2 separate regions of the Mus musculus genome follow, and region 1 is linked to region 2. Evidence: chromatin contacts called from public HiChIP or PLAC-seq data. All regions are on one chromosome and are shown on one strand. Each heading gives the region's core, a stretch centred on a gene start, on an enhancer-like site or on the middle of the called end of the contact. The rest is flanking DNA. Distances are from core to core; before and after follow the strand shown.

What was found. HiChIP or PLAC-seq counts read pairs in DNA pulled down with a chosen protein or histone mark.
Region 1: an H3K27ac HiChIP or PLAC-seq map of embryonic stem cells shows a contact between it and region 2, with 4 times the contacts expected there. The contact joins the promoter of Dmrta2os here to the promoter of Ttc39a in region 2. A contact is called at or near these places in 9 of 39 promoter capture datasets (HPC-7-derived erythroid cells, cranial neural crest, embryonic stem cells and 5 more), 1 of 484 Hi-C or Micro-C datasets (embryonic stem cells), 3 of 115 datasets of contacts at active chromatin or transcription factors (embryonic forebrain, embryonic stem cells and neural tube) and 1 of 9 other capture datasets (embryonic stem cells).

What each region holds. Positions count from the first base shown.
Region 1 is chr4:109,976,852-109,981,093 of GRCm38.p6, forward strand. Dmrta2os (a long non-coding RNA gene) reads right to left here and starts at 2,761. Exons shown (of 4, transcript XR_868017.3): 1 at 2,087-2,761; 2 at 491-1,935; 3 at 76-262. Dmrta2 (doublesex and mab-3 related transcription factor like family A2) reads left to right here and starts at 1,174. Exons shown (of 3, transcript NM_172296.2): 1 at 1,174-1,485; 2 at 3,004-3,558. The coding sequence starts at 3,012.
Region 2 is chr4:109,405,074-109,409,803 of GRCm38.p6, forward strand. Ttc39a (tetratricopeptide repeat domain 39A) reads left to right here and starts at 2,027. Exons shown (of 18, transcript NM_153392.2): 1 at 2,027-2,136. The coding sequence starts at 2,099. Ttc39aos1 (Ttc39a opposite strand RNA 1) reads right to left here and starts at 1,184. Exons shown (of 4, transcript NR_131195.1): 1 at 653-1,184.

The sequences.
Region 1 (4,242 bases), core at 1,511-4,010, 570 kb after region 2:
GACACAGTCCAAGGATTTAAACATCAGTAACAGATGGGAATAACTAGGAAGAGATACAAAATTCGAACTTGTTACCTCCTCCGCAGACCCAAGGGGGTTCTCGGGCCGTGACGTCAGCACGGGTCGAGGAAGGCCAAGTCAAAGCAGGTCCAGTGCCCTCGCCCCCTGCGGAAGTCTTGTGGGCTGATGGGTCTGACCGTCTGGCCGGTTCCTCCAGCCTCCAGAGGATCTGGGGAGTCGCAAAGGCGGCTTTTTACTTTGGCTTTAAAAAAAAAAAGTTACAAGTAAACTTTGTTAATTTCAAACAGCCACAAAAAGAATTCCACAAAAAAGGGCAGCAAGATGCAAAGAAATTCGGAAAGGCAAGGAGGGCACAGGGGGCCGAGGGAAAGGGCAGGGGCGCAGGGAGAGGAGAAGCTGCAGCGCTTGGACCCACGTTCCTCCCGGGGCTCCTAGCTTGAAAACACAAATCCTTACAAATCGCACTTACCACTCCGTGACGCCCACGGTGTCAGGACTTTGCAAACGAAGAAACTAAGCATTAAAGGTGATAGAGGGCGGGGGAAGGGAGCAAACCGGCTCTCAACTACCTCGGAGCCCGTCGGACGTGGAAGCACACGGTCACGGTCAGAAGGAAGCCAGCAAAAACCATCTTGGCAAGTCTGCGGTGAACGCCCTCCCTCCCCCACCCCGGCACCCGGGTTCCACTCCCACTTCGACAGCGGTAATTGAATTGTCACCTGCTCCTGTCCCGCCCCAGGCCTCCGGGGCCACTTGGGAAGCTAGGCCTTGCCAAGCGCCCCGGGCCAAGGGAGAGTGGCTCAGTGGAGCCGGAGCCCCAGGAGTAGAGGGGTTACACACGTCTACGCGGAGAGGCGCACCGGACACGGTAATTAGGAGCAATTCACACGCTCTCGGGCGCACGGAAACTTCTTGTCACGACATTTGCAACGCTCCTCCTCGCGCACTCCTTCCCTGGCGCCCCCTCCCATCCCGCAGGCACTCAGCAGAGCGTGCGGAGTTTCGAATCTTTCGGACACTGTAGAATGAGGGGCTCCCCGGGCGCGGGCCCGGCCAATCAGAGCGCCGACTGTCTCCCCTGGCCAATGGCAGGCGCCACATTGTTGTCCAATTCTGTCTAATGGAGCCCTGAGGAGCAACAATAGAGCGGGCGAGCGGCTCATTGAGAGCTGGCAGCGCCGGACTACCCGGCCCGGGGCGAGCGCAGCGTCCGGAGCGCACCGAGGGGACGCCGGTTGCAACCAGCCCGCCCTCGGCCAGGCCCCCGGCCCCGAGGCCCCTCCGGGGTGTTGGACTGCTGTGTTCCTAGAGGGGTCCGGAAGTTCGGACATGGTGGCTGAAGGAGGGTGACGTGGTCAGAGAAGGGGCCGGGGGCAGAGGGACGAGGCCAAGAGAGCCGAGGCGCGAGCCGAGCTGGGCGACGCGTGCTGCGCCAACAGAGGAGGAGCCCGGAGCTCGAGGCAGGTAGGGGAGGGCCGGCAGCCGAGCAGGGGAGGCGACCGGGTCGGTGGCCCCCGAGGGCGAGGCCCAGGCCCTGCCGGGCCTTGGGCATTGAGTGCTTGAGGGTCTGGGGGAAGAGGCCTCGGAGCACACGGTGCTCTGGGATTCCCAGACCCGGACCCCAGGAGCGGCTCCCGGCTCTGGCGGGGACCCGGGCTGCGTGGCGGGGAGTGGAGGCCGCGGCGGAAGCCAGGAGCAGGGCCTGCTGGGCCTTCTGCGGCTGCGGCGCAGGTGAGACTCTCGGGTCCCTTCAGGGTCAGTTTTGGAGGCGACTTCCTGGCCTCCTTTGAGGCCTGCTGGATTGTGCAAGTCCCAGAACCCTGGTCTGAGACCAACACTCTGGAACCTGCGCACAAGCGGGGTCCCAAGAGGTCCCAGGATGAGGAGGGCGTGTCTGAGGACTCAGTTCCTAAACTGGGAGGGGTGGGGGTTGGGTAAGAGGCATTGAGCAAAAGGACTCTGGCTCCTGCAAAGTCTAACTTTTCTGAAGATGTGCTTTCCTCTGACTACTCCAGACTAAAAGTCTAACCCCCAAGCCACAGGTTTCACCCTATCCCCGCCCTACCTTTTGCTGGAGATTTTTTTCCTAAGCAGCGCTGTCCCTCTCGGTGGACCTCAGTCCGGGTCGCCTTGTCAGCTGTTTCTGGACGTTTTTCTTGTTATTCAACTAATCTTTGAGCTAGGGTGGCCAGTCCAAAGAAAGTTTCTTCCGATGGCTTTTCTCTCTTCTCAGCTCTCCTACACTCAGTTCTGTGGAATAGAACTAACCCTTTAGAGGCTCAGACCACAGTATTTGCAGAATTCTTTTGGCTGTGATCCCAGGGCCATAAGCCGAACTTTGCCTCCAAGTTTTGTCTTCTAGTTCTTACCCTACTTCTAACAGGAAAAAATTCTTCAGTTCCTTTTTGCTCGAATTCCTCTGCTTCCACATTGAAAGCTACAATTAAGACCCCAGCCCAACCTGTTCACCTCCTCACCCCGCCTGCACATTTCTCTCCTCTTCACCTGTCCACCAAACGGGATCATTTTGCTCCTTTTTTTTTTTTTTTCTTGCTTTGCCTTTGACATCCGCTTGTTGGTCCCAAGTTTTCTCTGTAATCTGAGTCCCTTTCAGGCAAATATTTCTCTTTTCTCGACTCACCCCAATTAACCTAAGCTTTGGGCATAATATTTTCTTTCCAAATCCTCTTTACATTCAACTGCACCAATGACTTCCAAACGTTGTCTTGTTTTTTTCCCCTTGGCGGAACTACTGATTCAAACGAAATCTTACACGTGTAGTCAGATATAAGAGGTCAGTGGTGGGGGTGGGGGCGTACTTGTTTACAGGGAGCTTCCAGTTCGTTTCCCCAGCAGTTTGACAGCCACAAGTTTAGTTAAACTTGTACAACCAAAGTTTCCCAAAATGGGTTTCTGCAGGCCGTGCTTAAGCCTAGTGACTGTATTACCCTGACTCAGGTATCCCCACTTTCCCCACGCTAGGTCCAGCCATGGAGCTGCGCTCGGAGCTGCCCAGCGTGCCCGGTGCGGCGACAGCAGCAGCGACAGCGACGGGACCACCCGTGGCATCGGTGGCGTCGGTGGCTGCGGCGGCAGCTGCCGCAGCATCGCTACCAGTGAGCGTGGCCGGAGGCTTGCTGCGGGCGCCGCCGCTGCTGTTGAGGGCAGCGGAGAAGTACCCGCGGACCCCCAAGTGCGCGCGCTGCCGCAACCACGGAGTGGTGTCCGCGCTCAAGGGCCACAAGCGCTACTGCCGCTGGAAGGACTGCCTGTGCGCCAAGTGTACGCTCATCGCCGAGCGCCAGCGCGTCATGGCGGCTCAGGTGGCCTTGCGCAGGCAGCAGGCGCAGGAGGAGAACGAGGCGCGCGAGTTGCAATTGCTGTACGGCACTGCCGAGGGCCTGGCGCTGGCCGCCGCCAACGGCATCATCCCCCCGCGGCCTGCCTACGAAGTCTTTGGCTCGGTTTGCGCCACCGACGGCGGGGGTCCTGGAGCTGGAGCGCCCGCGGGGAGTGCAGGGGGCGCAGGGGGCGCAGGTGAGAGCACGGTCACACTGGGGGTGGGGTGGGGTCTGGAAGGAGGAGCCCAGGGGACACAGGGCTGGTGCGCGAGGCCTAGTGGCTTGTTCCTTCCCTGACAAAGTGCAGCTCCCTTCCCTAGATGCTCCAACTACTTAACTGTGGCTCTCCACCCACTCATAAACTCTCTGCCCTGCCTGCAGTTTTTATACTTTCTTCCTCGCCCTCACCCCAGGCCCCAAGGCAACACTTTAGCCTTACTCTTGTTAGGGGGCAGGTCCTTAGTTACTGCCCAACTCATTTAGCTGGGCCTTCTCCCCTGGCAGCCCGGAAGCCGCCCATCTGTTCTGCTCTGAGCTTCTTACAGGCCACCACTCTCTTTTCTTCCCAACTCTTCTGAAAAGACCCTGGCAATCCTTCTAATCCGCACTACTTCCCTAAGTACTGGAGACGCCCTCTTTCGTTTCTCAGCAAGATTCCTTTCCTCCAGTTCCTAAGGCATTTCTGACAAAACATTCTCTGCGTTCCCCTCGCTCTGGCTCCGTTTCTCTCTCAGGCACGCCGGGTTTCTCATAGTTGGCACTTTTTTTGCTCTTTCTCGGGTCCCTTTCCCTTGCTCTGTCTACTCTACTTTTTTGACTCGAAGGTGAGGGAGGCAGTTGGGCAATGGGACGGTCCCGGCTCTCAGACTCTTTGGAAGAA
Region 2 (4,730 bases), core at 777-3,276:
TCTTCAGACAGCACCAGAAGGGGGCATCAGATCTCATTACGGGTGGTTGTGAGCCACCATGTGGTTGCTGCAATTTGAACTCAGGACCTTTGTAAGAGCAGCCAGTGCTCTTAACCACTGAGTCATCTCTCCAGTCCCTGTCTGTCCATTTCTCATATAGCCTAGCTAGCCTGGAAGCCCTTAGCCTTAGCTAAGGATAACTTTGAGCTCCTGCACCTTCTGCCTCTACCTCCCACGTGTTACAAGTGTGTAGTGTTGTGAAGGACTGTTTTTTCTTTTGAAGAGAGACCTTTCAGTGATAAGCTGTTGGCTCCATCCCTGGTTCCATGGATGAATTATGTGACCAGGAAGGAGTGTGTGTCCTAGGCAAAAGAAACAGCATGTACAAATGCCCGAGGACATGACTGTGTGGGGCGTGCGACAGGCTTCAGCCTCATCACCTAGGACTCACTCGTCTCTACACTGTTCTCTTCAGAACCACAGACCCCAGCATTCATCAGTGTGCCCTTACCCACTCCTGTGCCTTTGTCTATATTGGTCCCTCATGGAGCACACCTGCTCCCAGCTTCATTAACGCACTTCTCAAGGCTCAGCTCCCATCTGCTCCGGACAGACCCTTCCCCCCCCCTTCCCCCTTCCCCAACATACTCACCCTCGTCTGGGTTCCTTAAATAATGGTTGCTGGTACATGCTGTTGTGGTCAGGTTCCCATCATCGTCTTTTCAAGCCCATATGTGAGGCTACCAAAGTTGGGATAGTTTCCACATAGCAGTGCCTGGCCTCTGCTCACACAGAGCAGCATAAGGACATCCTGGGAAATAGCTCAGCAGTCAAGAGCATTGGCTGCTCTTCCAGAGGACAGAGGTTCAATTCCCAGCACCTACATGGCGCCTCACAATGTCTGTAACTCCAGCTCCAGGGGATGTGTCACTTTCACTCTGGCATAGCTGCAGGCAAAACTCTAATACACATAAAAATATTTTTAAAAAGAACAACAAACAACTCACAGTCTTTCCAGGCAGTTATCTTGATGAGAGCAGCAATCCCCCAGACATTTCTCCCTATTCCTAAACTCAAGTTGCCTGGCTCCTCTGGGATCTGATCCAAGTCCTTCCCACCATGGCTGCATTTGCAGGCTGCTCTTTTTTGCTTCCTCTTCTGACATCCTGGAGCTCAGGGCCAATCCCTCCTCCTGTCCCTTGCCTTTCTAAAGGGACAGCTCTAATCTAATGGCAGCCACGTGTTATGATGAGTCACCAGAGCATCTGGGGCCCAGAGGTAGTGGCCGGTTAACTCTTAATGGGCCAGGGCTCTCTGCTAGAAGATCATGTGGGCTTCTTCGGAACCTGTCTCAGGTCTAAGTGCAAAGTGGGCATCTGGGGGATGGACCACTCACTCTGGAAGTGAGAGAGGAGGGGGCCAAAGGGAGAAGGGGCTGAGTGTGAGCTTTGGAGTTAGGAGGGCTAAGTTGCAGTTCCTGCTGGCCACTTACTGTAGAGTGGCTCTACACAGGTCACATGAACTCAACCGCTCGAGTTTTCGCATCTGAAAAAAAAAAAAATGGCAATTTTAGGGATTGTTTGAGAAGGAGAGTGTGAGCTGCCTGCTAGCGGTGCGTGCTAACCCGCCCGCTTTCCCGCCTTCTGGTCTCTTGCAAAACACTGGCCCCGTTTGGGCAAGCGGTTAGAATGAATGTCCACGCCTGTCTGCAGAAGCTAGGCTTTCTCCGCTAACATGGCCCGGCAGTGAGGCTGGACCGCGAGATCTCAGGTGTGGGGCCGGGAGCTGAGGCCTAGGGAAGGTGGAGAATTTCCCAGCCCGAGTGGGTGGAGGTGTTGGCAGCTCCGGTCCATGTCTGCGCCGATGCTCCAAGGCCAGGCTGTGCCGACCTTGAGCGCCCGGGTCCCACCTGGCCAGCGCCAGGGGCGGGCGCTGCGCTGCGCGGGCGCGGCCATGGTCCCACTGCGCGGGTGGGCAGCCCGAGACCGGCCCGGCCCCGTCGCCTTCCCCGCCCCCCGGCGCGCCCCTCCCCGGCCGCCGCGTCGCTGGGATCCGGCCGCAGCACCTGGGCTGCGCCTGGCGTCCGGCGCGCGCAGCGATGACCACGGCCAGCGGCCCGGGCGACCTGCCGGCGGGGTGAGTGGCGGAGGCCGCCTCGGGGCGCGGGCCGTGCAGGGCGAACGCTGCGGGGGCCTCCTAGGAGGAGCCCCGGGACCGCACTGCGGCTCCAGCCGCTGCGCAGCCTGCAGCCCGCGCCCCGCTGCCTCCTGGGGACCCTGGCTCAGTCACAGGCCTTCTGGGTCCCAACTTTCTCTCCCTCCTCATGGAGTCTATACCCATGGGGTGGGCCTTGTTACGATCACCCTTCTTTACAGATGAGAAAACTGAGGCATAGCTCTTAAGTGACTTTGATTATCCAGGAGGTAAGAGTGGAAAGTGAGATTTGAACACAGCTCTGTCTGGTGACATCCCCTTTAGGGATATTTGGGGTATTTGAAGGGCTCTAAGTGTGCTCGGGCCCAGGGTATTGGGTGTACCAGGAACCTAGGTTGTCAAGGTGGGTGCTGTCACTATCAACATGGCTGTCTTGGCCAGCCCCACCCCCACCCCTCCAAAGTCACAGTCAGACCCCCTAGGTTGATCCCGGGCACTGCCAGTTGCTGTCTGGAGATAGTCAGCAGCTCTGCTGTGTTTGGGTTTCAGTGCTTAGGGGGCAGTTGCTGGGATCCTAGGCTGCTGGGAGGTTGCTGGGCAGAGAGAGATCCTGCTCAGGTGAGCTGGGAGGGGTGCCTGCCCTACCTGGAGACTCAGACTAGTGACAATATTTGCCAAGGGCCTGAGGCCTGACAGATGAACAGGGAGGAGAGAAACCACCAGCCAGCTGGAAGCCTCTAGTGTGGGTCTGAGAGAATGGTAGCTCGGTGCTGAGGAACATCGTGGCTGGAGGAAGTCACCTGTTAAGTTTTCCCCTAATCATTTTCTGTTGTATAATTTTGGTCAAGGCATTTGACCAAACCTCCCTGACTTCTGGTTCCTGCTTTGGAAAACACAGAGAGGCTGGGTTAGCTACGCTCTTCCTGCTGAGGGTTGAAAGCTCCGGAGCTTGGCTGACTACCTTTCTGCGCAGCCCTGTCCGAACACCACCCTTCAGTATTAGAAGCGTGGTTTTCAGGAGAAAAGGCAGACATGGAACAAGGCTTCCATCCACAAACCCAGACTTGCTGGCTGAAAGCCAGACTCGTCCCTCTTGCCTATATACCACAGCTGTGCCTGAGTCCCTGGAAGAACCCTGGGTACCTCTAACTCTGCTCCCAGCCTCCAGGCCAGTAAGCACAAAGTTCTAACAAAAAACAGAACATCTGTGTTCCTGTATGCCTGTGAGGGCCCAATCTTTGTGCTCACACAGGCCCATTTGTCCAGTCCCCTGCTTCTGGTCAGTGCCATCCTTGTGGGATTTGAGAAGAAAACCAAAGTAGAAGCAAATCCCGCTTCCATCTGTAGACACTTAGTCTCAACAAACACTCAGATCTTGTCTGGGTATAACTGTAATAAAGTTTTATCTACCATATAACAATACTTTCTTGGCAGTGGGGACAGGGTGGGTTAAGACAGGGTCTCCTGTAGCCCAGGCTGCTGGTGTACTCTTTGTGTACCCAAGGATGACCTTTGAACTCCTCATGGTCCCATCCCTACCTCCCACCAGCTGGGACTACAGGCATGTGCTACCATGCCCAGTTAACAAATGTGAAATGTGAAATGTGCAGGGCAGTGGTGGCACACACCTTTAGTCCCAGCACTTGGGAGGCAGAGGCAGGTGGATTTCTTTCTGAGTGCAAGACCAGCCTGGTCTACAGAGTGAGTTCCAGGACAGCCAGGGCTACACAGAGAAACTCTGTTTCAAAACAAAACAAAACAAAACAATGTGTGTGTGTGTGTGTGTGTGAGTGTGTGTGAGTATGTGTGTGTGAAATGTTTTTAAGGCTTCAGAAGAATGGTAAATAATTCTAAGGCATTTTGATTTTTAAGTTATGTAGGCAGAAGAGGGCATCAGATCCCCTGCAGTTGGAACTATGGGCAGTTGTGAGCCATCGGTGAGGGTCCTGGGAACCAGACTCTGGCCCTCCATGAGAGCAGCACTTAACCACTAAGCCGTCCTCTAGCCTCTGTGGTAAAGCCCTGGGTTCTTGTCACCCTGTGTTGCCAGATACTGTGTTCCACGTTCTCTATCCTCCTTTTAAGAGAGAAGTCCTGTTAGTGAAACCCTCTGGAACACCCCCACCCACCACCTTCCTCTCCAGAGATAATTGCCAGCCTGAGTCTTAAGTTTATTGTTTTCCATTTTTATTCTCCTGCTGAGTATGGGAAAATCTAAAAGCAATCCAGCGTGGGGTGGGGGGGGTTAGTCTGCTCTTACTTCCAAGTGTTCTGTAACAGAGCCTGCAGCAAACACCCGATCTGTGGCTTACTTTTCTAAAAGTTTGGTTTCTGAGGTTTTTGCCTCCTTGGGCCCACACGCTGGTCCCCCTCACCCTGGCACCTACTTCACCACCCTGTGTAAAGACTCCATTAATTTACTCATCCTTCTTGTTAGACACTGGGGTGGTTTCCTGCCTCCTTCTATTCACACAGAGTATTCATTCCTGTATGGCTGTCTTTTGTACACAGGAGTGTGCCTCTGTGGTCCCCCCCTGGTAATTACAGTGTGCACTCAAGCCTTCCCCTCCCTCCCT